Regions from separate parts of the Anas platyrhynchos genome. Here region 2 is linked to region 1. Evidence: chromatin contacts called from public Hi-C data. All regions are on one chromosome and are shown on one strand. Each heading gives the region's core, a stretch centred on a gene start, on an enhancer-like site or on the middle of the called end of the contact. The rest is flanking DNA. Distances are from core to core; before and after follow the strand shown. Region 1 overlaps DCAF5 (DDB1 and CUL4 associated factor 5). Region 2 holds the start of ACTN1 (actinin alpha 1).

Region 1 (3,680 bases), core at 583-3,082:
GTTTTGCAGTATTGAGACACCTCAAATGATGTTTGTCTCAACCTAGAATTTGAGGCTCTCTCCTGACCCAGTTCTGATTTGGTATATTTGCCTCACGTGGCACAGAATATAAGCTTAGATATTTTTTTCCCTATTTGTTTCCATTATTAACCATTTCTTTTTGTTATAGACAGTGATTTTTTTTTTGTTGATGTTTACAGATAATTATCCTTTTATGGAAATCTTTGGGGTATGTTGAAGGAACCGTCAAATGGTTATGGTGAGGGGTGGTATTTTTGTGGAATGTGCATTGGATATGTTTTCTTTGTTGCAACCATAAATAAATTCACAAACTGTTTGCCACAGGTTTTAGCCAAAATCAAATGACATCTCTGAGATGAGAGCCACTGAAGAAAAAAGGGAGTGCTTGCAAATAAACCTTTCTGACTTTGGGCAAAGAGAGATGGTTACAACCTTTAAGGCTTTATCCAAGCTGTATTTCTGCTGGGCAGAGCACTTCGCTGCATATGGACTCTTTCTTTGTGGTTGGTGCTTCTTTATCTTTTAAGGACAGAGGTGCTACTTAAAGTTGCAAGAAATGTAAATCAGTGAATTTAATGCTAAATATTTTTATTCTGAAGTAAACAATCTTTGCTGGCATGAGTGCCAAATAACACCTAGTCTAGAAACACTTCCAGTAAGTGTGCAAGTCTGCTGGATACTGCCTGGTACTCTTTCCCACCTTTATCTGACATAACCTTACTTAAGAGTTAACTAGGACAGTACGGTATGAAGAAGGCCTCCCTCACTTGGTGCCTGTTTTAAATGTACACACGCCTTGGTTCAACCCTGTTGTAAGACATGGGAATTAGTTGTTGAAACATAAATTCATAGGAAGTTGTGGTAGAGCAACTTGATGGGACCAGAGCTGTGGTTAGAGTTACATTTAGGTAGGTTTATGTGCCAGTTTGCATTCTTCTTGTACGTACTGGAAGGCAAAAGCTTTGGTTCAAGACTAGATGGTGCTTCTGCAGGGAGCACCTTAGATCCTGCCACTCTTTCTCTCAAAAGAAAGGAAGGCCCCAGAGCTGAAGGCAGTGCTCCAGGTGGAACAGAGGTGGAGAGCGGCCTCCCTCACCCTGCTGGCCACGCTGCTTTTGGTGCAGCCCAGGATACGTCTGGCTTTCTGGGCTGCAAATGCACGTCGCTGGCTTATGTTGAGCTTCTCATCCACCAACACTCCCAGGTCCTTCTCCTCAGGGCTGCTCTCAAGCTGTTCTCTGCCCAGACTGTATTTGTGCTTGGGATTGCCCCAGCCCAGGTGAAGACTTTGCACTTGGAGCAGCTTCGCTACAGAAAAGTCTGTGGCTATAAACATGTTTTTATTGGATGAGGAAGCAAATCTGTAGCTGACGTTGTTCGGCTTTAATGCAATACATGAAACACAGTACAGAAAAACGCACAGGGGAAAAAATCAATAACGCAGTCCTATAAAGGATAAGGGACTGGTCTTGTGTAGGCCCTAAGGTATAAATATGGAGTTACTCTTCATGAGGAATTACTCTCTTGCACTCAGATTATCTTTCTGAGGTAACTTTCTCTGGCAGCTGTGTACTTTGTGTTACACTGACTTTGATGTGTGCTTTGTTTTGGAAACAACTATTGTTCCTTCGTTTGGCCTCGAGGTCATCTTCCCTTGCCATGTCTGGCCATACTTGCATCTTCTGTGTCTGGTTATCTGATGGAACCCACTCCTTTTTGGTTTACTGCCTTCAGCTGAGCAGTGTTCTCTCCCACAGTCTATACTCCATCCTTCAAGGTGCTATTTCTGAACACGGTGAGTAATAGACTGACTTTAGAGATTAGAGAAGGAGAAAAATGATGAGCTCGTTTAGCTAGTTTGCTTGTGGTTAGTGGACAGTTACTCTTTACTTTGCATTCTCTACTTTTATTTTGCTTTTTAAAATCCGACTAAATGTTTTTTTTCCCTCTTCTTGCAAAACCATTTCACTATCCAGTAGATCTCGTTTATTACTTACTTGATAGTAACACCTAGATAATTCAGGCAGAGTGAGAACAGGGCACTTGTGCCTGCTGACTCAGAGCTGTAGTGAGGGCAAGGCTGGGCTGGTGAGAATGTTTGGGAACAGGTCTGTAATAAGACTAAAACAAACATTGAGTAGAGCTGAAGGAGGATGTGAAACATTCAAATAAATAGGGTTGTTTTTTCATTGTTGTCATTTCCTAACGCTTAATTGCCATAATAGCCTTAAACCCTAGAAGGATGTAAGTGATGCAGAGGAGGGAAAGAGTTTGGTACACTTCAGGCCTCTGCTCTGTCAAATAATGACATTTTATAGGTGGGTGTTTTCTTGTTTGTTTTTTGTTTTTCCTGTGAACAAAGGTAAAGGAAAACATAACAGTGCTTTCTGGAGAACTGCCCACGATCACTGGTGAAGCAATATTAGCATTCGGCACCTCAATTAGATCATAAGGGCTAAGCCATGCGAGCCTTTGCTGTTACAAGGTCTGGTTGCCCTGGGTACTGAAATCTGGTGATGTCAGATGATCTTAAGGCTCCAGATTCTGAAGTCAATTATCAGATAAGAATCTGTCATTTTAAAAAATAAATTATATATATGTATAATGTGTAAAATATAAATAATGTGTAAAATATAATATAATGTGTAAAATATAAAAAATATATATATAATATAGCCTTCCTGGCTTGGAGGGAAAGATCAAGCTTCTGTTCACTTCAGAGTTTGTCAAGCACAAAAGATTATTGATGTTGGGAATTGATCTTTCTTCTAACGTGCATGTTCCTGAGCCTAACAGTAAAGGTGAGAAAGAGTGCCGTGTTCTTTGAACATACAGAATTTTCACCCTGAACTACTACAAACAACTACTACAGGATTTTCACCCTGAACTCCCTACTTTTCCAGTCTTGTTGTATGCAGGTGATTTTACTTGTTTGTCCTCTGCAAAGGAAAGCAAAGGTTCTTAATTTTGCTAACAATACACAGCCTTCACTTGGTTGTTCTTTGAAGTTCAAACAAATACCCTTTATTTTCCATCTAATGTTCTGAGGGATGTCGTTCATCTACAGAAGATTTTTTGTACAAGTAGTGAGATAATCAAATAGTGATGACAATTTAGAAAGAGGAGCATATTACTATGAAATAATAAAATGTTGGCTATGTCTTGTGTATTCTTTTTTGTAAGACACTGATGGACTTAATTTAGATTTGTTAACACTTCTCAATACTTAAAGAGAAATTCCAGGCACTTTTTTACACAACTGTGCTGCTTTTTAAAGAAGATACTGTGAGATTTCTGTAAGAATTTTAATCTCCTTTAAAACAGGAAAAAAAAAAAAAAGCATATATGTTAATTGATACCTTGCCTTCTTTTCTATCATTGGTAAATTTGGCTCTTCTGAAGTGTTTGCTCCAGACTGAATAAGAGCTGTGTGTTTTTACATGCACAGAATTACTTTCTTAAAAAAATAAATAAATAAATAAACTTTTCTGTGGTTTTCCAGGCCAAGATTTCTGTTTGCCAAGTTTTATGCCAGTTCTTTTTGCACAGTTAGAAGTTCCTCAATTTAGTGGTTACAGAACTGCTGACAAACAGGGCTGTATGCAATCGCATGTATTAGTTACAAGCAGTCAATTCATTTTTCCCTTTTAAGGTCATTC
Region 2 (3,680 bases), core at 594-3,093, 65 kb after region 1:
AAGCACAGCTGACACCCAGTCAGCAGGAGGAGATGGCACAAGTACCTGGAGAAGAAGTTGTCCCAGCAGCTACATTGGCTCTGGGGTGCAGGGCCAGGAAGCCAATTTTGGAAATTCAGATAGATGGGAAGGGAAGTACTGGGAAAGAGAACTGAAGAAGGGGAGGGCAGGGCAGGGTAGAAGAGGAACACAACTCAGGTGGAGAGGCCCTGATAGGGAGATAAGAGGTCTTGTACCTTACCAGGCCCCTTCTTTCCTCTTCCCCAAAACACAGTATCCCTGCCTTTGTGTGTGTTTGTCTCATTTACATCAAATGAACCCTGGATAATGAGTATTGTCACTGTTATTCTATGACATTTCTTAAAAGCATAGATTTTACCCAATCTCTGGCTATGAGACACCTTCCTTCCTCATATTCACCACAGCATGCTATAGCCCCCTAAATTCCACCAGATAAATGTCTGCATTTCAGAGGTGCCGAGTTTTTATTGGTAACGTGTCCCGGGCTGGGAGGGTAAGAATGATGTTAATTTGTTGAGTTTTTAACTGTGAGAGTCCAACACACAGTTCAAATGTAAGTGCTAAGTCACAGTGCTACAATGGTTTGGAATACCTGCAGGATGTAAAAGCTGAAACTTGGCCGTGAGTCTCCCCAGAAAGGGCAGACCGCTTCCATACGGCTTTGTGTGCTGCTGTACAGTGACCCAGCTCACCTGCTGGGCCTCCTACAGGAGCTTATGGATGCTCCTGGCAAGGGAACAGCTATCTCCCCAGGGAAGCTCGGACCTGTAGCCGATGTGTTAAGCAAAAGAGCAGTGAGCAGAGCTACCCAAGTGTCCTTGGGCTCCTTCATCTGAAGGGGCAGGAGGTGGGTCTGACTGTTCCCACTGCCCTAGGAACACCCGCTGCCCTTTTGTCGGATCAGAAGGACCTCGCTGGAGCCCTGCTTGGTCCAGCGAGGTTTGAAGGATGCCCAAGGAGGTCGGCATTAACATCACACAGAGAGCTCTAGGAGGCTGCAGGAGGAAAAGCGGGGTGCTGCTGTGCTTGCAGACATCCCCCAGGAGCATCGCTGCGCTCCCGTGGTGTCACCAGTATGGTTCCACACCAGGGCAGCGGGTCAAGCGGGGCCGGGAAGCGTCCCAAGTCCAGAAGTGACATTTATTTTCCTTTCCGCCCCCCACGCTGCTGCCCGTAAGTTCACAAACTGTGGCCAAGAGTTTTGTTACGGAGCCCTTGAGGATCTAAGGGTCGGGATTAGTGAAAGATTGCGGCACTTCCCAGAAACGCAGGGAGGGATTGGGAGAGGCGAGGAGCGGGAGGCGTGAGGCGTGAACGTGAGGGGCAGTGAGGAGGGGCTCAAACAGTCAGAAACATCGCAATTCTTGATTTCTTTATGCTTTATTGCAGTGATATGGTGGATCTTTATTTCTTTACGTTGTGTGCGGTTGTGCATTACATATCGTACTCTGTATCTAGAGGCTGAGGCAGGGAGGGGGCTGCCGGCGGCGGCAGCTGAGGCACATCCCCGCGGATGGCACCGCGGCTCCCGCCGCCCGGCCGCCCCCGGCCGCCATCTTGCCCGCCCTCCCCGCCGCTCCCTCCGCCTCAGGGAGGGCGGGGCCGCGGGAGCGTGACTGACGGGCGGGGGGCGCAATGAGCGGCGCGCCGCCTGCGGAATCGACCAATGAGAAGCGGGGGCGGGGCGGCTGGTCCCGCCCCCGCGGTGCGGCGCGCGCGGCCGGAGGCGGAGGGGCGGAGGGAGGCGGAGGGAGGCGGAGGGGGGGGAGGGAGCGGGCGCCGCCGCCGCCTGCTCGGGGCTGAGCGGCCGCGGGCCGGGCACAGCGGCAGCGCCGGGACGGGGCGGGGCGGGGCGGCGGGGGGGGAGGACGCGCGGACAGACGGGTGAGACGGACGGACGGACGGACAGACAAGGGACGGAGGGACAGGCTGCCTGCCGCCATGGATCACTACGACCCGCAGCAGACCAACGACTACATGCAGCCGGAGGAGGACTGGGACCGCGACCTGCTGCTCGACCCCGCCTGGGAGAAGCAGCAGCGGAAGGTGGGCACCGCCACGCGGGGAAAACCGGGGGGCACCGGGGGGCACCGGGCAGCCCGCACCCCCCCCAAAAAAAATAAATAGGGTGCACCCCGGGGGGACCCGGCCCCGGCGGCGGGCTGAGCGCTGGGGGCTAGGGCAGGGCTGGCGCCGAGTCATGTCCAAAAATGGTAACGTTCGGCCCTTTTCTGGCCCTTTTTTTTTTTTTTTTGAACTAGCGGGGAGGGGAGCTGGGAGCTGGGGAGCTGCAGCCTCGCCGCTGCTCTCCTCGCTGTGCTCAGCCCGGAGCATCCCGCGCGGGACCGCTCCCAGCCCCGCATCCCAGCCAGCCGGGGTGGGGGTGCCGCTGCCCCCCCATAAGGGGTCTCTCCGTCTCCAGCCCCCTCCTTCCCTTCCCTTCCCGTCCCTTCCCACCTCCGCTGCTTGCGGGTGGAGGGCTGCCAGGCTCCCCTGCCCATCGCCACCGGGTGAATGGGAAGGGAGAGCTGCGGGGCTTCTGCCCGCGGCTTCCTCGCTCGGGGAGGCAGCAGAATTGAAGCACCCAAACCAGGGCATTTGATTGAGAGCGAGCTGGCGGTGTGCGAGCTCGCACCTCAACAAAGGAGGAGGAGGAGGAATGCAATCTCGGTCTGGGCTGTGCTCGCTCGGTGGCTTATCTGCCACCATGCACTCGTGGAGGGAGAGAAGTTTCCTCCTGCTCCGGAGGGCTGCCTGGCTGTGAGCGCTGCCTCCAGCCCTGCAGAGGGGTGTGGGACAGCCCGTGGGGCGCAGGGCGAGGTGGGCAGCACTGCTCGTTGCCCACAAGGGGAAATAAATGGCTCTCAGGCTGCGCGCAGCTCCTTGCCTTTCATGGGGCGCTGGGGGCAGGCGGAGCGGAGCGGCTGGCGTGGTGCTTGGGAGCAGGAGCCCAGCCTCTGGCTTCACGAGGAGCCCCAAAGCAGGAGCTGTGGCACGTGCCCCGAAGGCCACGGCTTCCTTAATTACCTCCTGCCAGGAGGTTTTTTTGGTCCTCGTGGTCCTATCAGCAGAGGGGGACAGAGAGCCGCTCCGTTAACTTGGGTTACTTGTGCTCGCACAGGAGGGGAGAAGCCGGGAGGGAGCTGGGAGGTATCCGTGTGTCTGCTCGGAAATTATCCCAGCCAGGTCCTTTACCTGGCCAGCAGCTCCCAGTGACCGTGCTGGGCCTGCTGGGGCCTTGGGGCTTGCTTCAGAGGGCAGGAGGTAACAGCATCCAGTGGGCACAGCCCTGGGGTGTGCTGAGACCGTAACCCCTCCTCACCTGCAAAATGAAGTCACTGCAGTAATTACAGCTGCACCTTTGTCTCCCTGCTCAGGACTGATAGCTTGCCAAGGTGAATCGGAGGGGTTCACACCTCCCAAATGATCTGTCGGCTCTCTTCTGGCCCACTGTTGGGGCTTTCTAGTTGGCTCACGTGTTTTAGGTTTTCCTTCCTGCAAGGAACAGCCAGAGAATTTCTAAAAGCCTGTCTGTCTAGAAATAAAAGGGCACCGAGATTTGAGAAGCAGAAAATCGCTGTGGAAGAAGGCTGGGATGTTGCTATGTGAACTTAATTCCGCTGTTTATGAATCCTGACTGTACGTGCGATTTCTCTGCC

Evidence for each region. Hi-C and Micro-C count contacts between places; a contact is called where the count stands out from the background.
Region 2: a contact with region 1 is called in a Hi-C map of subcutaneous adipose tissue, with 2.0 times the contacts expected there. The contact joins the promoter of ACTN1 here to the enhancer-like site in region 1. A contact is called at or near these places in 2 of 8 Hi-C or Micro-C datasets (skeletal muscle and subcutaneous adipose tissue).

What each region holds. Positions count from the first base shown.
Region 1 is chr5:37,203,114-37,206,793 of IASCAAS_PekinDuck_T2T, forward strand. The region is part of intron 5 of DCAF5 (DDB1 and CUL4 associated factor 5); the gene reads left to right. Among named protein-coding and RNA genes, the nearest start is that of DCAF5, 31 kb to the left of the region's middle. Within about 2 kb of position 1,833, at least 3 of the 8 cell types and tissues checked have an H3K27ac peak or open chromatin away from gene starts, as enhancers often do.
Region 2 is chr5:37,268,071-37,271,750 of IASCAAS_PekinDuck_T2T, forward strand. ACTN1 (actinin alpha 1) reads left to right here and starts at 1,844. Exons shown (of 21, transcript XM_038179255.2): 1 at 1,844-2,067. The coding sequence starts at 1,963. LOC140002648 (a long non-coding RNA gene) reads left to right here. Exons shown (of 4, transcript XR_011809710.1): 4 at 1-471.